2 separate regions of the Canis lupus genome follow, and region 1 is linked to region 2. A link is a contact called in public Hi-C data. All regions are on one chromosome and are shown on one strand. Each heading gives the region's core, a stretch centred on a gene start, on an enhancer-like site or on the middle of the called end of the contact. The rest is flanking DNA. Distances are from core to core; before and after follow the strand shown.

Evidence for each region. A called contact is a pair of places that touch in the nucleus more often than the background predicts.
Region 1: a contact with region 2 is called in a Hi-C map of blood, with 6 times the contacts expected there. The contact joins the promoter of ATP6V0E1 here to the enhancer-like site in region 2. A contact is called at or near these places in 4 of 9 Hi-C or Micro-C datasets (amygdala, blood, liver and 1 more).

The regions. Positions count from the first base shown.
Region 1 is chr4:40,291,978-40,298,090 of UU_Cfam_GSD_1.0, forward strand. It overlaps ATP6V0E1 (ATPase H+ transporting V0 subunit e1), which reads right to left and starts at 4,576. Exons shown (of 4, transcript NM_001003128.1): 1 at 4,440-4,576. The coding sequence starts at 4,543.
Region 2 is chr4:40,080,811-40,086,677 of UU_Cfam_GSD_1.0, forward strand. No RefSeq gene overlaps it. Among named protein-coding and RNA genes, the nearest start is that of STC2, 45 kb to the left of the region's middle. Within about 2 kb of position 3,746, at least 2 of the 20 cell types and tissues checked have an H3K27ac peak or open chromatin away from gene starts, as enhancers often do. A contact at or near this core is called in blood, where this site is marked.

The sequences.
Region 1 (6,113 bases), core at 3,326-5,825, 210 kb after region 2:
AGTCATCAAACGCTAGCAGATTCAAAACGTTCTTCCTTCCTTTTCATCCTATCACAATCACCTCAGAGTCATCTTTCTAAAATAAACTTTCATCACATCATACTCTGAAGTTGAACACCTTTCAATGCTCTCCATCCTCCATAGGAATAATTTCCAAAGAGGGGGTCTCCACATCCTACAGAGGAAGCAAGACTATCTCCTAGAATGCAAGTAGCAAATATCAGAATTCCTGTCTTTATTTTCAATTCATCCTTTATAAGTTATGTGTGTGCTCATGTACTTTCTGTGGTTAATACTGACACATCCGTTCACTCAGTAGATTTTCAATGAGTATCCAGTATGTACCAGACTCTGGGGAAAAAGTAAACAAAACGGATGAAAACCCCTGCCCTGGTGAAGTTCACAGGATCATAAGGGAAAACAAACGACAACAAACAAGATGAACATTAAACAAAAACTATTTACTTATGTATCATTAGTCTGGCAGGTGGTCAGTAAGTGCTAATGGAGAGGGGAAAAAAGCAAGAAAGGAGGATAAGGGTATACAGGGGTTGGAGGCTATGCTTTCAATTTTAAAGAGGGTAGTCAATTGGGGCACCTGGGTGGCTCAGTCTGTTTATATGACTGCCTTGGGCTCAGGTCATCTTGGGATCCTGGGATGGAGCCCTAAGTCAGGCCCTCTGCTCTGAGGCAAGTCTGCTTCTCCCTCTGCCTCTCCCTCTGTGATCTCTCCCACTCTCACTTTGTCAAAAAACAAAACAAACCAAAACAACCTTCAAAGACAGCAGTCAGGAAAGGACTTGCTGAGGACATGGCAAGTGAGTCCAGACCTCTGGACAGGGGAAAGAGCAAATGCAAAGGCTCTATGGTACCAGCAGTTAAGAGAGGACAGAGGCCAATGTGGCTGAGCAGAGCGAGAGGAGCCTAGTAGTAAGTGAGGTCGGGGAAGGGGAGAATACAGACAAGAATTGGAAACACCTTTAAAACAGTTCAATTGTAGTTCTGCCATTTCTGACGCTCATGAGGATGAAGTGCAATCTCTGAAAGGAAAAGAGAAGCTATTTGGAGGGATATGAGCACAGGACTGACAAAATCTGATTCAGATTCTAAGAGGACCTCTGTAGAGGAGAAACAAACTGGGGGAGGAGAGGCAGAGGGAGAAGCTGTGAAACCAGTCTGGGGGTGGAGTTGGGGGTGTGGACTGCAATACTTCATGGACCAGGCTGGTAGTATTGTAGGTAGTGAGAACTGGACAGACAGACTCTGGATATATTCTGAAGCAACATTCTTCAAAATATCTAACTTATACATTATGCTTATAATACACAAATAAGTATGCACGTGAGTTTGTGCTACAAAACTTTGACAGCTGCATAATAAAAAATGCTTGAAGAGCTACACAATCAAGTCCAGCTCCTTCCTGGTCATCAGTTCCCTCCACTCATCCTCACCACTGTCCACTTTCAAACAGCAAACTTCCACTCCCGAAAGCAGTTGGCCTCACTGTCAACCAAAACACATCAGGTTTACTCTTCTCCATTCTGAGCTTTTGCACATTTTCCTCCATTCCTCTGCCTCGACCTGGAATCCTGTCTTCTGTCTCCCCCAAGGACCACCTCAGACAGCTGAAACTGCTGAGGCTATTTTTTTGTTACCTGCTTCCCAGTTTCATATAAAAAGCCCCCTCATTAAACTATCACCACCAGTCAGGCTGGCTAAGTCGGAAGAGCTTGATCTCTGGGATCATGAGTTTGAGCCCCACACTAGGAATAGAGATTACCTAAATAAATAAATAAACTTAAACCGAAATAAAAAATAAAATATCCCCTCCAAATATGCCACTTACTATTTGGGGTGAAGTGTCATGATGAATGCAATTTACTTTCAAACGGTTTAGCAAGATTATATATGTGTATATATACACATGTACACAAACACATATTCACACATAAAAAAGCAAATATAAATGTGTTGACAATTATTATATCTAAGCAGTGGAATACACACTCTTACTATTCTTTCTGCCTTGCTGTATGTTTGAAAATATTCTGTATGCTTGAAAAAACAGGAGCTGACTCAATTCCCTGTGATCTAGCTCCATCCCATGCCCCACATCTACCCCTAAAGGAGCCACTGTGAAAAAAATCTGAAGCTTTCAGACCATCTGTGGATTCCTAAAGAGAGGGAAATCATGAAAAAAATGGTCAGGAAAGCTGATTCCAAACACAAACTGTTTTTTATCTGGCCCATTTTCAGTTATAAAAAAGAGTAAGAGTAAGGTGTTTTCTTTAGGTTACAGAGAGATTTTTCTGCACTCTGGTGTGTGTGGACCTTGCAGGGTATAGGATTTAACATCAAAATCTCTTCTTCCCTTGCCACACAGTACCTTTACTTAATCTATCTCTCTTTTTTTAAGAGTTTATTTATTTATTCATGAGTAACACAAAGAGAGGCAGAGACATAGGCAGAGGAGGGAGAAGCAGGCTCCCTGTGAGGAGCGCAATGCAGGACTCAATCCCAGGACCCTGGGATCACCACCTTGGCCACAGGCAGACACTCAACCACTGAGCCACCCAGGTGCCCCTACTTATCTCTTTAATCAAAATGTTTTTAATCCTTTAAATCAGAATTGTTCTGATTAAAAATTCACCTAGTCCTTGAAGCAATTAAGTTCCTTCATGTATTAAAAAACACTTTCAAAGCCTTTCAGGAGATAAAGAGGAACTAGTATTAATGCAGTACTAGTATTTCTTTCCACCTTACAATGAGGAAAGGGAACACTGAAAAGTTAATTGTTCAAGGTCACAGGGATCATCCAGCTTGGAGCAGTGTTTCTCAAAGTGTAATACAGTAATTCCTAGGAGACATTTTGTGTTTTAAGAACTGCTCAATCCTGCCAAGAGCAGGAAATAAAAGGATTAGGGTAGAGGCTGTGAATTAGACCCAGATAATTTATCATTGGCCCGTCAAACCTGAATCATGACACTAGAGTTGGAAACTGAGTAGTCCATGTATTACAGGAGACATTTCATTACACTGGAAAACAGCAGTGGCATCAAGTCCCAAGGCTAGGTAGGCATGGTGGGTCCCAAATCAGGGTCTTTAAGAAAGGAGTGGTCAATGTTACAAGCACATCAAAAATGCTTTCCTGAGTATTTAGAGTGGAAAAGCAGACAGTAGGGTAATGAAACAGTTGAAGATAGAAACAACAAAGTATTTTGTTGGTCTCTAACTCCAGTAGGAGAAAGATGTCTAAGAAATTCAATTTGGTTAATACAAATTGATTTAATAACCCTAGAATTGTAACACTCTGCATCATCTGTTATAGTCTAGAGAGATGACCCTCTATAACTGATGTTACTGGGAGGAGAGGAGGGGAAATCGAATGCTACCAAATGATAGAAATTCATCTACCGTTTTTCCTTTTTAAACAAGGTGTGTTTTACTTTCAAGCTAGATAGAAGTACCAAGTCTAATACAAGTGTATTCCAGACAGCAAAAGGAGTTTAGGTCACAAAATATTAAGGAAGTGATAGCATTTTATTTCCCCTAATAAAATAGAATTATCCACTCAATGGGTATTTACTGAATGAATGCCTACTATGCATCTATGCATGCTGCATAGGCCACCAATTTGTTGGTGCTTGGCGAAGCTCCAACTTAGCCTAAGTTTCACTCCACATGATCTCGGGATGAGAAAAAATGACTAAAAGGCAAAAGAGGAACCAGAAGGAGGCTGTTCCAAAGCTCCTTTGAAGACAAGGCTCTATCTCATACTACAATAGAAAAGATTTACTTAACAAAATAGAGCTCTATTTAGCCAAGAAGTCTAGGTTTTAGTCAATCATTCTAAGAACTTGGTACACTCGCATACAAGCGCAGAACCACCCTCAAAAGGTATGACGCAGGGGCTTCTAAACAATACCTCCCGCCCTTCGGTAATTAATCTCGCTTTAGATCAGGCCCCAACTACCTGGCGCCCACTAGATGCAAGGCCTGGGCTCCGCGCTGCTGCACAAGCTTGTGTCCCCTGCAACTGCGACATGTGGGGCACAGAGGGCAAGTTCTGTCTTATTTGATCCTTTCCTTTAAAGTTTAGGCGTCATTTGAGCGGAGGGCAGGGCTAAGGGGGTGAAAGCCATTTAGAAGAGACCACACTTCTCCCTGAGTCGGTATAAACCCGTTTCCCACGCACCCTCCCCAGACAGGCCCGTGGTGAGAAAAAAAAAATCCCCCTGAAACCCCTTCCCAAGGAGGGTCCGTCGGGAGTCAGCGTCCTCCCCCTCGGCCCGGGGAACAAAGAGCTGCCGCCGTAGGAAGCCGGGGGTCTGCAGGCGGTCGGGGACCACCCCGCGAGGTCTCTGACCCGGGCAGGTCGCCCCCGCCCCGGGCCGTCCTCGCCGCGCGTCCTTCCCAAGGCGGGCCCCTAGCGCACTTACCCCCGGTTGGGACCCTTAGGGATAAACCAGGGCACGCAGAAGCCGACGAAGCCCCAGAACACGCTCATCACGATGAGAGGCACCGTGAGGCCGTTGTACGCCATGGCTGCCGCGGAGGCGCGAGCCCCTGCCCAGCCGCCTCGCTTCGGTCCCACCCGGAAGTGTCAACACCGGGCCGCGTGACCAGCGCGCAGACCCGCCTCCACGCCCCACGTGACTCCGCGCCGGACTCCGCCCCCGCCCCCCCCCCCCCCCCCCATCCCGGGCCCCCTGGTCTTGGACTGTGGTTGCCGCGTGCGGTAGCCTGTTTGCTTACTTACCTCGAGTGACCACCAGCTTTCTTCATTAAGCAGAATGGACTCCGGGATGAGATGGGAAGTCGGACCTATACTCGGTAACATCTGCTCCACCTCCAAACATGATCCCAAACTTTCACCTGGCCGGTATGCGGGATATAGAGGGTCATCGTGTCCGTCTAAGCAGAAATTCTGCCGTCCTGAAGTTCCAGTCCAAGCGCTGCCTTCTCCAAAACCGGTTTCATTCTGTTGGTGCGTCCCTTGTGGCCGTGTATCGTAGCCAACCCTCTACTGGAGAGCAAACTCCCCGAGGACAGGCCCTGTTTAACGGATCCTTGCTCCTCGGGAGTACTTATACATACAATGTGTTCGATAAACACATGTACAACTGAACTGAGTGACAAGGGGTGAGGTCGGCCAGAACTAAGAGAAAAAAGTCTCCTTTCTATTTTTTTCTTAATTTATTTTTGATTGTGGTAAAATATACATAAAATTCACCATCTTCGCCACGAAGTGTAAAGTCAGAGAGTATTGACTATATGCATGTTGTTGAGTCCCCAATCTCCACAACTTTTTCATGCCCATAAAACAACTCCTCCTTGTCCCTTCCCCAAGCTCCGGCAACCCCCGTTCTACCTTCTGTTAAGTTTGACTACTCTAGATACCTGATAGAAGTGGAATCATACAATATTTTTCCTTTTGTGACCGCCTTGATTCACTTAGCATAATACTCTCAAGCTTGATTCCCGTTGCAGCCTTTTTAAGGCTGAATAACATTCTACTGTATGTTATATGCCACATTTAGTTTCTTCATTCATCTGGAGATGGACATTTGAGTCGCTTCCACTTTAGCTATTGCAGATTTGTTTCCCCTATTTCTTAAATAAAGGCAAATATTTTAAGCTGATGCCATTAACCTTCGCCTGGCCTTCCTGGCAACTTCTTTAAAAACCAGGTGTTGGGGAGCCCAGGGATGTGGCCGTTTAGACACCAGTTTTGTGTAAATCTGTTTCATCCTCTGTGAAATGAGAAAATCCCCACCTTTGCTATCATAGCTGTGGGCTAGTATTGACCAATAGCTCCCTCTATCAGTCAATCTGTCAAAAACATTTTATCACACATTCCAAGTAAGAACTGGTGTCCAAGGCCAGGGAACTAAAAGATTCAGTAGAATGAAGAAATACTCTCCCCCTTCAAGGCACTTAAAGTCTACTTCAGGAAATGTCAGTATGGCTCAAGGACCCCAGGGGAGTCCCTGGGACTCTCCCAGCAGGTCTGTAAGGGCCTCTCTGTTTTTTATTTTATTTTATTTTATTTTATTTTATTTTATTTATTTATGATAGTCACAGAGAGAGAGAGAGAGAGAGGCAGAGACATA
Region 2 (5,867 bases), core at 2,496-4,995:
AAGGTATGACTTACCACAATACTGTGTGTGCAGTTATTTAAAAGACTCTAGGATTGAAATTCAGAGCTTAATGCTTAGAGTTACCGTTTCAAGACAGGGAAGCCCCTGGGTATTTCCTGAGTCCCATCCAATCATTCTGGATAGGGTGAGGCCATTTATGTCCTCCCCGGGGTGGGAGGGAGACTCAGGCCAACAACACAGAAGACCCAATTTGTACCTAGAGCTAAATTCCAGAAGAGAGTCTGGGAGGACAGGGGAAATAGAGGGGGAAACCAATGAGGCTTCTGTTAGAATCTTGACTCTACATTTAGTAGGTGTGTGGTTCTGGGCAAGTCATTTATCCTCTCTGACCCTCAGTCTCTTCCTCTGAAAATGAGTGTAATAGTTCTAACAAAGTCTGTCTGGATTCCCAGAGGGTGGGAGAGGGGGGCTACTGAGACAATGCTGCTGTTTGCATTTAGTGACCAACTGACTGATCTGGGTGATAAGAAACGGCTGTAACTGACCCTGAGCTTGGAATAGGGTGGCTGCTTCACTGCCCCCCAGGGAAACATGTTGTCCTGACAGGCCCACCATCGTTCTAGGGGCAGATGCTGTGGTTACTGGACTGGAGATGCAGTAAAACCATGGCAGGGCACTTCCGTGGAAGAAAGTAGTTTTGTTGGTGCGATCCCTTCTCCCTGGCACACACTCTCTAGCAACCTCCAGCCTTCAAAGCCTGACCAAAGAGTTGTCCAGGAAGCCCACCCCAGTCCACCCGCAGCTTTGCAGTGCTTCAGTCCACAGGCCTACCTACAGTTTGGACACACACACACACACACACACACACACCCATGCAATGCTCTTAACAGTATTTTGCACTTGCTACAAGTCCCTGACTGCTTTATGTACCGATACCAGGTCTCCCTGACTCAAGTGTAAGCTTCTGGAAGGTGAGGCATCTCCTAATCCTCAGATCCACTAAATATCAGTGACTGAGTCCATACTATACTCCAGGTGTGTCACCTACATTATGTCATTTAATCTTCCCAACATGATTTAAATGTCAGTATGCTCAAGTTCGTGCCTGGCTGGCTCCGTCAGAAAAGCATGAGACTCCTGATCTCGGGGTCATGAGTTGGAGCCCCACATTGAGGATAGAGATTGCTTAAAAATAAAACCTTTAGGGAAGGCTGGGTTGCTCAGCAGTTAGGCATCTGCCTTTGGCTCAGGGCATGATCCTGAGGTCCTGGGATCGAGTCCCACATTGGGCTCCCTGCAGGGGAGGGAGCCTGTGTCTCTGCCTCTCTCTCTCAGTGTCTCTCATGAATAAATAAATAAAATCTTTAAAAATCAATCAATAAATACAACTTTTAAAAGAAATACAAACCAAAAAAATGTGTCAGTATGTTCAATGTATAGATGTGGAAACTAAAGTTCAGAGAGGTGAAGTAACTGGTCTAAGGCCCTGGAGCTTAGCCCTCAAGACAGTGGCCTCCATAAATAATGAATGACTGAAAGGATGGATGGATGCATGCATGCATGCATGGAATAAACAGCAAGTCAGTCGCAGACCCAGGTTTACCTGATTCCAAGAAGACCCTTCCATTTGAGCATAAAGGAGATCCTGTTTTTTAGCACCCAAAGTAGGCACACTGCCGGCACCCAATCACTGTCAAATATTCCTGCCCATGCACAGTAGCAGCTGAGCATCCTTGTTCCAAGACAGGGTGCTAGATTCAGCCACACGTATGGGTGAGTCATGAGAGGTAAGGACCAAAGATTCTCCTCCTCCCTCCCTCACACGGAGAACCGAGAACCGGTTGATGGAATGAGGTTCCACGCAGAGGATTTAGGTGGGATTCGGTTTTACCGGGACGCATCCGGTTAGCAAGAGGCTCCCCCTTGCCGGGCCACAAGGGGGCAGCAGTTCAGCATCTCCTGGTCTCCACCCACCTCAGGCGGGCAGGGCCGGGTCAGGACCGGCTGCTGCTGGGGGAGCAGATTCCACCAGGTGCTCCCGCAACCCCGCCTGGCTCCTCCCAGCAGGTCATCCCAGCACCGGCTGATGAGGTGGGGTAACCATACTGGGCTTGCAGAAAGTCCCAAAAGAAGGCAAAGTGTTCAACACGTGCACAGTGTGACCTCACTTGTGTAAATTTTATATACACATAAATAAGCATGTGTATTATTTATCAGCTAGACCATACAGAAGAAAATTCTTAAAGGAAGTCCAAGTAGCTGTTTTAAGGCTACCTCTGGAAGAAGAAGCTTTACTTTTTTTTTTTTTTTTCTGCCTGTCGGTGCTGTATGAATTATTTTTTGGCCATTGGAATGTATTGATTTTTTTTTTTTTAATTAACAAGAGTGGTCTGGAAATTAGGATTTGTGGAAACTTATTTGCTTGCTTTTCCTTTTTCACCTGTTCTTATTTTTTTACCTAATCAGTACTGTTTATAAAGGAGGAGGAGAGCGCAGTGCGGGTCTTGCTGCTGGCCCTGCCTTCTTAGCCCCCAGGGTAGGGGTGAGCAGCCAGCAAAGGTGAGCTCCAGGATGCCCCTTCCTCTCCAGAGCAGGATGGCAAGCTGCACCCGGGAGCACAGGACCCAGGACACCCTGAGCTGCTGGGAAGCCGGCACCATTTGATTTTTGATAGCCACCTTTGATGAACCAGGACAGGGCCACTGGGTACTGAGGGCTTGGTGCTCGGTGTTACAGTCCTAACTAGGAAGGACCTCTGGCCTGCTGACAAAGAAAATGGGGCTTCCAGGGCACCTGGGTGGCTCAGCCGGTGAACATCTTCCTTCTGCTCAGGGCATGATTCCCAGACCAGGGATCGAGTCCCACATCAGGCTTCCTGTGGGGCGCCTGCTTCTCCCTTTGCCTGTGTCTCTGCCTCTCTCTCTCTGTCTCTCATGAATAAATAAATAAAATCTTAAAAAAAAAAGAAAGAAAGAAAGAAAGAAGAGAAAAAAAAAGAAAAGAAAAAAGGGAAGGAAGGGAAGGGAAGGGAAGGGAAGGGAAGGGAAGGGAAGGGAAGGGAAGGGAAGGGAAGGGAAGGGAAGGGAAGGGAAGGGAAGGGAAGGGAAGAAAATGGAGCCTCCCAGCAGGGCCTGTGAAACAGAACTGTGGGAGAATAACCAGACCATGGAGTTGTGAAGGCAACAGGTATGACCTTGGGATCTGCCAGTCCAACCTGGGCTTGGGTCAGTGTTGCCCTAACAGGCTCACCAGCAGATGGCCCGCTCTAATAAAATGGGCAGGGTTTTAGAATCCAACAGATTTGACTTTGAACCTGGCTTCTGCATCTGACAGCTCAGTGACTCTAGGTAAAAGACTTGAACTCTCTGAGCCTCAGTCTTCTCATTTGCAAAATAGCAGTTATAAGACCTTTGTTATGAAACTTAGCATTGGTGTACACAAACCACCTAACAAAAAGATTGGCATGTAATAGGCACTTAATTGTGACCATACTCATTACCATCATTATCTTCTTCTAGAAAGGAAATCAATCATAAAACTGAATGGAATGAAAACTGAATGCAGAAAGTCTCTAGTCTGGCAATTGTCATCTAATTGCCCCAGGCCCATCTTTGAACCAGATCAGTGTCTCCTCAAAATTGGAGAGGACACTCTGTTCCTCTCAACTCTGTATCTGAAACCAGAGCGTCCCCCATTCAAGGCGCGGACCCCGGCTCCCAAACCTGCAGTTCCGCATATGCTCGCTTGGAGGCAACATTGAGCTTCGGATTTCAACCTGCCGGGGCGCGCTCCCCAGTCTCTTCTCCAGCCTCACAGCCAAATCACAGACTCAAGCCCGAGCTACTCTTTGCTCTCTGAGAGCGATTCTAGAGGCAAAGTAGAAACATACTACTTGGGGTGCCTGAGTGGCTCAGTCAGTTAAGCGTCTTCCTTCAGCTCATGGTCATGACCCCGGGGTCGTAGGATCAAGCCTTGCATCAGGCTCCCTGCCTGGTGCAGAGCCTGCCTCTCCCTCTCCCCTGCTTGTGCAGTCTCTCTTTCTCTCTGTTTCTCTCTCCCTCTAATAAGTAAATAAGATTTTTTTTTTAAGGGAAAGAGAAAGAAAAGAAAGAAACATGCTACTTGCTACCTGTGAATAAAACTATGAAATGTCCTAACCCTAAAAGTAGTACCAGCTAGTGTCAGAAGATAAGGAGACAAAAAGTAAGGCCAGATCCCGGGGACCTATGTGCACCTTCACATACCTAGCAATGGATAATAAAGAAAATTGCAAGCAGTGCAAATAACTACGGTCACTAAGTCAATTACAGCACACCCATTTAAATGGACACGTTGAATCCTAATGATAAATATTATCCAGCAACTTGGGGCAATTACATAAACAGAGAGAAGATGCAAATTTTGGTCTATATATGGTAGCCATCTGAAAATTATATATGCTTGTAGGAAATAAGCAAAGGAAATGGAATTGCTGAGGTAACAGGACTAGAAGTTACTTTTTCATATATTCGGTTTGGCATTCATATTGTTCAGTCCCTTCTTGAATACTCGGGACTGTTAGTGGGTGTTGGCGCAGCACAGTGGGGCAGAACACAGGCAGATTCTGTGATGCCACAGTCCTGGCGCATCTGGCCACTGACGTCATTGGACGTCCACCGTGGAGGTTCTCCTGTGGGTTAAGATACAAATGGGCTCTAGAGAGTAGCTAAGAAAATGTTCAGCCAGGAGAAGGGGACAAGCACTGTTCCATGGCTCATTAGGCACGCCGGAAAAAAAGAACTGTGTGTTTCATAGGTTAGCTCTTTTTACTATGGAAAAGCAGAATTTCAACACAAGGGGAAGAGAATGGAAGACAACAGAAGGAGATAGTGTTCAGGAATAGTACCCCCTTATTTGAGCAGAGCCAGGTTATCTCCTGCTTGTGTCATCATCATAAGAATTTGCCATTTATGAAGCATTCCCACTTCCTAGGTGCCAAGCAGTACACCAGCACTTCATGTATGTTCTTCCGCTTAGTGCATTAAACAACTTCATGAGATAGTAGGTGTTACTTTCCTCCTATTATAGATGAAAAATAGAGGCTGAGAGAGACCATTTGCACCAACTCACATAGCCTATTGGTGTCCAGGATTTGAACCTGGATGTGTCACTTCCCAAAGCCCATGCTCCTTCTACCACACACACATAGCCAGAGGACACCCAGCAGGGCTCTATGGGGGGCAGGACCTGGGTTTGGCCTTAAACACCAAGCAAGGGGCAAAAAGTTCCACCAGAGACCCTTGTCTTCATCCCAATGGCAACATGAATGACATCTGGTTGCCAGCAGCTTCTGGGTACTTTTGCTGCTGGGATTAAAGCAAAGCATTTGGTTGGCAGGCGGCTGTGCAGGGGAGGGTCTTCAGAAGATGCTCGTGGATCCTGGTTTCCACTCGGCTTTTTCAGCTGCTCCTTCTGTCTGGGTTTCCTGCCTCTTAGCATCAACAGTTGAGAGTACACAGCCCACTGGCACCTAAAGCCAGAGTCCTGCCTGTATGTGAAAGTTCCAAGGTCAAACAGTTCAGTTCAAACCACATTTCCCTAGAACTCACCTGACCAGAGCCCATGAAGACAGTGTCAGCTGATCTGAAAATATGCCAAAAGAAAGGATTTCTCACAGGACATACTTTGGGCTGGGGTGGACTTGGTCTTAGCTAAGGTCTATATGTTAGATAGAGTCCTGGCAAGGGAAGCCCTATTTTCATACCTATTTCACAGGTGAGAAAAGCAAAGCTCAAAGACAGGAAGGAACTTTCCCAAGGCCACTTAGCTAGGAAAGTGTGACAGACTCCGGAGTCCAAGCCCATGGAGCCTAAGATCTCAACTACTATAGCATAGTGTCTTACACTGTGCCACACCACTTAGATGGT